Regions from separate parts of the Canis lupus genome. Here region 1 is linked to region 2. The links are chromatin contacts, called in public Hi-C maps. All regions are on one chromosome and are shown on one strand. Each heading gives the region's core, a stretch centred on a gene start, on an enhancer-like site or on the middle of the called end of the contact. The rest is flanking DNA. Distances are from core to core; before and after follow the strand shown.

Region 1 (4,365 bases), core at 148-2,647, 140 kb before region 2:
CAGCGGGGACGCGGCGCGTGGCCCGCCTGCATCTCCCCGCGGTGCCAGACGCCGCTCGGAGCCAGAGTTGGGGGGCAGGGGGGGCGTCTGCAGGGGCGCTTGCAGCTTTGCTGGGTCTCCCGGAGGTGGCACCGCCCAGGGGCGCAGGGCTCTCCCCCCAGACGGAGGCATCTGGTTGTTTGAGGCCCCAGGGGGCCCCCCCTCCAGCAGGGCGCTTCCGGGGGGGCCTCGCCGAGCGCCCCCACCCACCCGTGTGCAGGTCTCTGGGTGAAGCAGGCGAGCGCGAGAAGGCGAAAGGTTACCCAGGCTGGAGTTGCAAGACCTGAGGCCGCGGGGCGTAGGGGTGCGTGGGGGGTGAGAGCCCGGGGCCCCTCGGTGGAGAAGGGGAGCGAGCCGCTTTGGGAGGAGGGAGGGGGCTGGGAGCGCAGAGGTGTGAGTAGGGGGGGGGGGGTGCCCGGGGCGCGCAGGACGTGGGGGTGGCGAGCGGGGCGAGCCCAGCCTCGGGGCCGCGGGAAGCAGGCGCGGGGCTCCTGACCCGCGGGGCAGGCGGGGCGCCGAGCGGGGGACCCCAGCGCCGCGCGCCTCCCCCCGGGCCCCCGCGCGCAGAGCCGGCTGCGCGGCCGCCGAGCAGGTGACTCGATTCGCCGCTGCCCGAATCGTCCCGGTCCCGGGACTCGTTTTCCGCCTGGAGATGGAGATGGTCGCTCGGGTGGTGCACGTACCGCCTCACGGGGAGAGGTGAGCGCGCCCGCGGGCGGGCCGGGTCGGGGCTCCCGGGGCCCCATCCAAGGCGGGCGGGCGGCGCGCGCACCCCCGTCTCCAGGGCTTCAGCGCCCCGCTCTCCCGCCGGGGCTGCGGGCGGAGGCGCGACCCTGGGGCGCCGCCCCAAGTGTCCTCCAGCCCCCCCGCCCCGCCAGGGACCCCCGGGGCGCCCGTTTTTAGGGCCAAAACTCTTCCAGATTCAAACGGTGGCGAACTGATTGCTCAATGTGTTGTTTGTTTTTCCTTTTTCAGCTCCGCCTTGGGAGAGAATGTTACGGACACGCTGGCGGGCGGATCCGGCCAGAAAGGGATCCCCCCGCCCCCCCCCGCACCCCCCCTGCACCCCCCTTGCACCCCCTCCGCCTTCCGGCGGCTCCCTCACCTGGGAGGGGCTCCCCAGCCCCGTGCACAGCGCACCTGGCCACCCCGAGAGCTGCGGACCGCCTGACAGTCGGGCGCGCAGGGGGGGCGCGGGAGGGGGCAGGGGAGCGCGCGGGTGCGGGCCACGCGGTGCCACGCGGTGCCACGGCCCTCCCCCGCGTCCCGGCGCCCACCCGCGGGCTTGAGCCGACCCAGGTGTTCACCGCGTTCCCGCGGGCCGAGGGAGGGCCTGCCGGCATCCACAAGGGCTCCGGGGCGTCCCCAGCAGCCCGTGCCCGGGTCCCCGCGCCCTCCGCGCCCCGGGGGCGCTCCGGGAGCGATGGCAGCGGGCAGCCCCGGGTCCCGCACGAAGGGGGCCCGGGTTGCCCACGACAGCGCCCGCGGAGCCCCGGCGGCCCCAGGACACTTGACTTTGCTGTCGCGCCGGGGAGGAGACAGCGCGCTCCCGGGGAGGGGGTGGGGGCGCCCCCAGGGGCCCGCGCTCCAATGGGAGAGCCGTGGTCAGGGGCACAGGGTCCGGGCCGGGGTCCCCGCGCCCGGGGAGGGGCGCGCACGGGGCGGCCCGCGGGGGTCGGTGCCCCGCCGGCCCGGGGCGAGCGAGCTCTCCCTTCTCGGGAGCGTCGGACCCGCCTAGGAGGTTTCCGGGGGCGGCGGGGCCGGAGGGGCGGGGAGGGGGGGTTCGGCCCGGGCCTGGCGCGCGCTCGGTCCCCGCGGCCCGGACCCCGCGCCCGAGCGCCGCGCGCGCCTCCCGCCGCCCTCCCCGGGGCGGAACTCGGCGGCCGGGCGCCCGGTGGGAAGACACCCGCTGCCTCCCGAGGAAACCCTAATACCATCCATACAGCTTTAATGCGTTTATAATTCGATAAGTGATTTCAATTTGAAATTGTTAGTAACTAATTTTATGGGTAATTTTTCCACATCAAATATTTAAGCATGAGATTAAGGGAGCCAGTTCCGACACAGGATAATAAGGGGGTTTCCCCCCACCCCCCGCGCCTCCGCCTCCGCCTCCCTCCGTTTCCTACCGAGTCGTTTTTCCAAATCCCCAAAAGATGGCAGTCGAAGCCGACGTTCCCGGGCTCCTGCGGCCCTGCGCGGGGAGGAGGGGGCGGGAGGGCGGGGGCGGAGGGGGAAGAAGGGAGAGCGCCGGGGAGAAGGCGAGGGAGAAGCTAGACGTTGCACCGACTTTTCCAAACTAATTCTTTCACGCGTTTCTAATGCGGGCAGAAAACAGTGGTGGATTTCCTGGAAATGTCCTGGCAGAAAAGAAAGCCAAAAAAAAAAAAAAAAAAAAGTGCCTTGTGGCCTCCGAGCAGGGGATGGAGGAAAGTCAGCGCCCTCCCCCCCTCCCCTCCCCACCCCACCCCACCCCAGCCCTCCACCCCCAGCCGCAGCCCCAGAGGGGAGACCCCGAGAGGGACGAACTGGCTTCTTTGTATTTTAACATTATATTCAAATACTGTGCAACCAAGCAACTTGTTTTCTGGAGGACAGGGCTCAGCAAATTGCTTAATGGGGAGAGAAGAGGTGGGGTGGGGAAAGGTGATGGGTGGGGGGCGGGCTGCCGGGGAGGGGGGAGGCTGGGGCCAGCGGCGGATGAATTGCAGACCAGTTGCCAAAACTTTTTTTTTTTTTTTCCTGCTGCTGCTGCTGCGGCTGCCTTTGCTGCTGCCTTTGCTTTGAATGTGGGTAACTAGGAAACAGCAAGCCGTCTGAGAAGACGGAATTTCCAACGTGTAAAATGTTCTTAACGGAACCATTGAGCGAGTGCAATAAGGCGTGAGGGGGAACTAATCTTCCCATTTAAATGTTTGTGGCAATTTTATCTAAATGAATTTTAATGCTAAACGAGGGTAATTCCCCATTTGTAGCGCGTTTACTTCTCTTTCCTGTGCTTCTAAAGCAGTCGAACATCATGCAATGAACAATAACAATAAAAATACTGTCAAGACATATTATTCATTTCGAATGTGTTATAATTACAGCTGATTAAATATGATAGGGTAAAATATTTTTGATTTTTTAAAAAAATATTTAAATCCTGCCTTAAAAAAAAAAGTCTCACTCAACCAGCGGGCTTCCCCCCCCCCCCATAAAATAATAATTTTTTTTTAAAAAGCAGGTACAATTGCGTGCCCTTGTTTAGAGGAGGGCGTTTTGTTTTTGCCTTTTAAGAAACATCAGCAACACCCTCAGCACCTCTGTTCTTTCTTTCTTTCCGTAAGTGTCCTCAATAACGTCGGAGCTGGCTCCGAAATTTGCAGGAGGAAAAGCTAAGAAGGGAGCGGGGACGCCCAGGCCGGGGGAGAAAGGCCGGGAGCATAGTCAGGCCCTCACCAGGCCGCCACGCGGAGCGGGGAACGCAGGGGAAGGACGCAGGGCATCCTACTTTTTTTTTTTTTTTTTTTTTTCTAGTTCATTGGACACTAAGGATCTCGAATCTTCATAGTCTCCATATTCCCCGATTCTCCCTCACTGGCGCCCTAGGTCTCCCCCGGCGCCCGCCTCTCCGCCCCCAGCCCCCCAGCCCCCGCCGCTTCCCATATCTCTCTCCTGCTCCTCCTCCTCCTCCTCCTCCTCCTCCTCCTCCTGCTCTCTCCTCCCCTTTCTTTCCCTCCCCCACCCGGGCCGGAGCATCCGTCAAGAATAAAGGCTGAAAATACCCTACTCACCCAGGCCTGGACTGGGGAGGAGGGGCAAAGGGACGGGTTAGTTTATAAAGTTTATTATGAATTTTTAAAGTAAATAAATGGTGGTTCACTGCTAGCAACCAGCCCCCCCAAGAGAGAATTATCTCACTTAAGACGGACTATTTACGTCGCCGAGGAACTGCCAGCGGGTCCGCAGGAGAAATTTAAACAATCCGGCCTAGGGGGTGGGGGTGGGGGTGGGGGTGGGGGTGGGGGTGGGGGCGGGGCGGGGGCGGCCGAGGGTCCAGCTCCGTCCCGGGCCGCGCACCCACGTGTTTAGGGACAAGGCCCAATAAACAAAAGGTGAGAATGCGCGCCGCGCTCCAGCAGGTGAGTCAGTCAATCACACGTCACCTAGTAAACCCAACCCACAGCTGGTTTCTCTTTTCAAATAGAAAATAGAATTGTTCAGGGCGGGTTTATAGGGTGACATGGGCCGGAAAAGTCAGACTGGAGTTGAAGGCGCTCTCCTCTGACCCATCCTTTGTTTACAAAGCAATCACTCCTAAAAGGATGAATTTTTTTTTTTTTT
Region 2 (4,112 bases), core at 764-3,263:
ACGCACACACAACCCCCATCTTCTTTCCCCCCCCCCGGAAAAACTACTTTCATATTGACTGTCATTATTTTTGTGTGCAAAATTCAGCTACTTAGAATCTTCTCATTGCTCCAATTCCGGGCAAGTTCTTTTCCCAAGATTTGGAGGCGCCGAGAGTGAAATGATTTTCAAAGAAAAGAGGAATTGCCACTTTCATCTCCTTAAAGCCAGAGGTGTGAAAATAGTTTGGAAGAACGCTGACATTTGCCTGAACCAAAGCAGTAAAGAAAAATGTGTCAGCCTAGTAACTTTCTTTTGCAAACAGGGCTTTGAGGGCCAGGACACAAATTATGCAGGGAAGGCTTTTTGTAGACCCCCCTTTCTTTTAAGAGACTACCTCGGTTGGGTTGTCATTGTCTCACTTTACTCTCACTACATTTCCATTCAAATAGGAATATTGGGGAAATTAGTATTGCATTTTTAAAGTGAGTAGCTCTGTGCTTAGTATCCAATTAGTGCAGGGCTTTTGTAACAAAAACTTTCAAAGTATTACCTTCTATAAAAATCCATGCACATTAAAATCATTTTTCAGAGATGAATGTTTTCCGACCCCAAAAGCCATCGTACTATGGCAAAGTCATTTGCTTAAAAAAGCTAAATGCTTCTAGTCATATTAAGAGATGAGCACAATCAATAACAAATCAGAAGTTTCTAGCTGCTTAATTTACTTTAAAAATAGCCTTAAACTTCTGCTCCCTGAACATTCACGTTACAGCACTAGGTATCTAGTGCGTTTTGTTTTTGCTTTTTAAACAGAATGACTGCCCGAGCTTGCATTTCTATTTATATAGCTGCTGGTTAGGAATCTATAGAAAACTTGATTACTTGAATTAATTACATGTAACATACATAAGTCTACAAACGCACTGAATAAATTCTCTCGCTTTAGGCCACGGCTTTAGGAGCCTCATTCAAAAAGACAGAGAGAGAGAGAGAGAGAGAGAGAGAATAAAAAGAAACTTTTTAGCAGTGTCTTTCAGCCACGTTTCAATTTAATCTCACATTTGAGTTCCACAATTGTTGTTTAATACGTACCCTTTGCGCCATCGGCCTCCCTGGCTCCCTTCCTACTTCAACTTCTAATATATCCTCTTTAAGGCCAGTGTGAAAAGAAACAAATAAGCAAACTCCCCCGGAAAAAAACAAAAAACAAAAAACAAAAAACAAAAACAAAAAACAAAAAACAAAAAAGAGAGAGAGAGAGGACAAAAAAAAAAAATCTTTTTTTTTTTTTTTTTTTAAAAAAGCACGACGGAAAAAAAAAAATCCCTTCACGTCTCCAGCAACGTGAGAGCTACTTGGTCCCCGATCTTCGGTCTACGGGACCTGAAGCAAAGCGCCCGAGTCACTGTGCATAAAAGCGCTCCGTTTCCAAGACAGCAGCAGCAGCAGCAGCAGCAGCAGCAGCAGCGGGGGCAAAAAAAAAAAAAAAAAAAAAAAAAAAGAAGAAAAAAAAAAGAAAAAAAAAAAAGGCAGATCTTCTCTTCCACCCCCCCCCCAAAAAAAATCAGTTTAAAAAAAAAAAAAAAAAAGAGAGCGCCCCTTAGACCCAACTACCAAATCTCATGGCTTTCTGCCACTCCGGCTGTCAATCACAGGCGAGGTTGTCAACGTGGTGAATGAATGATCATCCGCTCTGTCTTCTTCTGGTCGGAACACCTCAAATGTGAATATTCAAATGCACAAAGCCCTAGCGCTCGCTTCCCTCGGATCGGTCCTAATTCCTAATCAGTTTCTCTCTTCTCTCGCTCGCTCTTTCTCTTTCCCCTCTCTCTCTCTCCCTCTTTGCAACTGCTGCACTGGAGGGAGATTAGAGGAGGAGGGTTAAAAAAAAAAAAAAATTGTCTGTCTGAGTTTGTCTTAAAGGAGCCACGATCGATGCTGCCCGCTTGCAGTCCCCGTGCGTGTGTAAAGTGTGTGTTGCACAGGCGGAGAGGTGGATTCCGACCCGAATGCTAGAACCCGGAAGTAGTGGTGGCCATAACAGGTCGCGTCTTACACAATGCATTGGGCTGCAGCAAGTCGGCGGCTCGGCAGGGGTGGGAGCGCCGGGCGGGCTCCGGCCGCGCCGCCCAGGCGCACGGGCGCTCCCTGCAGCCGCGCGCCCCGGGCGCGAACCCCCACGCGCCCCGGGCACACGCGCACACGCGCACACGCGCACACGCGCGGGCAGGGCCGCCCCCCCCCGCCCCCGGGGCGCGGGCTTTATTCCCCACGTTCCTTGCAATCTCCCCCTCCCTCTCTCCCTCCCTCCCTCCTCTCTCCCCTCCACCCCTACTCGGGACTCTCCTCCACTACCCCCCACCCCACTCTCTCGAAATAAATTGGGGATCCGCGCAGGGGGGGGGGTGGAGCGCGCAGGGGGGGGGGGTGGGCAGCCGCGGGAGTTTTTTTGCAACAGAGCTCTCGGCGCGCGGACTTCATGACTTTCCTGCAAATTACTGGGGGTCCGCTGCTGGTGGGGTGTTGCTTTTTGTTTTTTGTTTTTGTTTGTTGTTGTTTTTGTTTTTGGAGGTGGTGGTGGGGGGGGGGGAATGTGTGAGCTCAACGCAAGGGTGCGTTCTCGGAACTGACCACCCCACGTAGAAGGAGGCAAACGGGGAAACAGAGAGGGAGGGAGGGAAGGATGAGAGCAGGAGTCCCGAGATCGCGGGGCGGAGGGGGGAGGCTGGGGCTTCCTGCGGATCCCAGCCTAGAGCTGCCGCTGTCAGGGGTGCACCCCCCCACCCCACCCCAGGCCCCCGGGAAAGGAAATGCTTGCGTTTTCTCACTTTGGGGTCTGGACCTCCTCCTCCTCCTCCTCCTCCTCCTCCCGCTCCCCGGCCTCCGGCCCCCCGGGCCCCCGGCGTCCTGCGCGAAGTGGGAGAGGAAGGGAGGGAAACAATGAGCCGAGCGCGGGGACGGTGCCCCCAGCGCCTGTTTACAAACACCGAGCTATTGGGCGTCTCGCCGGAGAGCGAAGCCCGCCGCGGGGCTCGGGGCAGCCCCCCGACCTGGCGGGTGCGGCCCCGGGCCGGGGACCCCCCCGCCCGCACCCCCACCCCGGGACGGGGCTCCCCGACCCGCTGCGGGCGAGGCCGCCGTGCGCCCGGGGCGCGGCGGGGTCGGGTTCGGCCGCGTCGCCTTTGTCTTCTCGGGCCTGGAGGGACCCCGCGCCCCGGGCCCTGTGCGCCGCGACGCCCTGCGCTCCCCTCCCCGCACCCCTACACCCCTCCGCCTCCCTGCACCGTCCCGGCTCCGGGAAAACTCTCGGTGCCAACGACAGACAAAAAAAAAAAAAAAAAAAAAAAGGACCGAGAGAGAGAAATTCACTTCGGGAGCTGAGATTGCAGACAAAAACCTGTCCCTACCCACGCCTCGGAGGCTCCGACCGGCCCCCTGATTTTTCAACTTTCTCCCCTTAAACGCCTGCCCTCTGGCTTCCCGACGACTCCCCCTCTTGGCTTGCCCTTTATTATCACATTTACTGGTGTTATTTTCGTTTTTGCTCGTCTGCCCGCCGGGCTCCGAGACGCCGCGAGGGCTCGGCCGCAGCGGCCCGACCCGCGGGGCTGGAAACCTCACATCCTCCAGCCAGGCTCGCAGCTAGCTCTGCTCCCAGCAGGATCTTTTTTTTTTTTTTTTTTTTTTTCCCTGCCTCCAGCTGAAGCCTCGCAGAAAACTCCCCCTGCGGTCGACTGGAAAATGAGCTCACCCAAATCTCGGTAGGCAGCCGCGGAGGAGGGCCCGGCCAATCAGGAGGCGCCCCCGCCAGGGCGGCCGCGCATTGGCTGCGGGGAAAATCAATTATCAAATAATCGATCAGCAGGGAGCTTCGATCTGCCGGGAATGCAAAACTGCCGGTCCCGATTCCCGCCCTGGTGGTGGCCAAAAGGCTGACTCCCCCCCCACCCCCCCCCCCCCCACCACCCCACCCCAAAGCAGCCGGCCCCTCGCTCCCGTCGCCCCCACCCCCATCCCACTCCGCCCGGCCGCGGACCGAGAGCCCTCATCCTAAAAGGAGGGGGGCGGGTAGCTGGGAGGAAGAGTTTTGAGAGAGGTGAGGGGTGCTCCTGTCCTCCGCAGGGGTTGTT

The links. Hi-C and Micro-C count contacts between places; a contact is called where the count stands out from the background.
Region 1: a contact with region 2 is called in a Hi-C map of amygdala, with 7 times the contacts expected there. The contact joins the enhancer-like site here to the promoter of MEIS1 in region 2. A contact is called at or near these places in 3 of 9 Hi-C or Micro-C datasets (amygdala, blood and skin fibroblasts).

What each region holds. Positions count from the first base shown.
Region 1 is chr10:67,196,118-67,200,482 of UU_Cfam_GSD_1.0, reverse strand. All of the region lies in intron 12 of MEIS1 (homeobox protein Meis1), which reads right to left. Among named protein-coding and RNA genes, the nearest start is that of MEIS1, 140 kb to the right of the region's middle. Within about 2 kb of position 1,397, at least 8 of the 20 cell types and tissues checked have an H3K27ac peak or open chromatin away from gene starts, as enhancers often do.
Region 2 is chr10:67,057,167-67,061,278 of UU_Cfam_GSD_1.0, reverse strand. It overlaps MEIS1 (homeobox protein Meis1), which reads right to left and starts at 2,013. Exons shown (of 13, transcript XM_038551464.1): 1 at 1,075-2,013. The coding sequence starts at 1,086.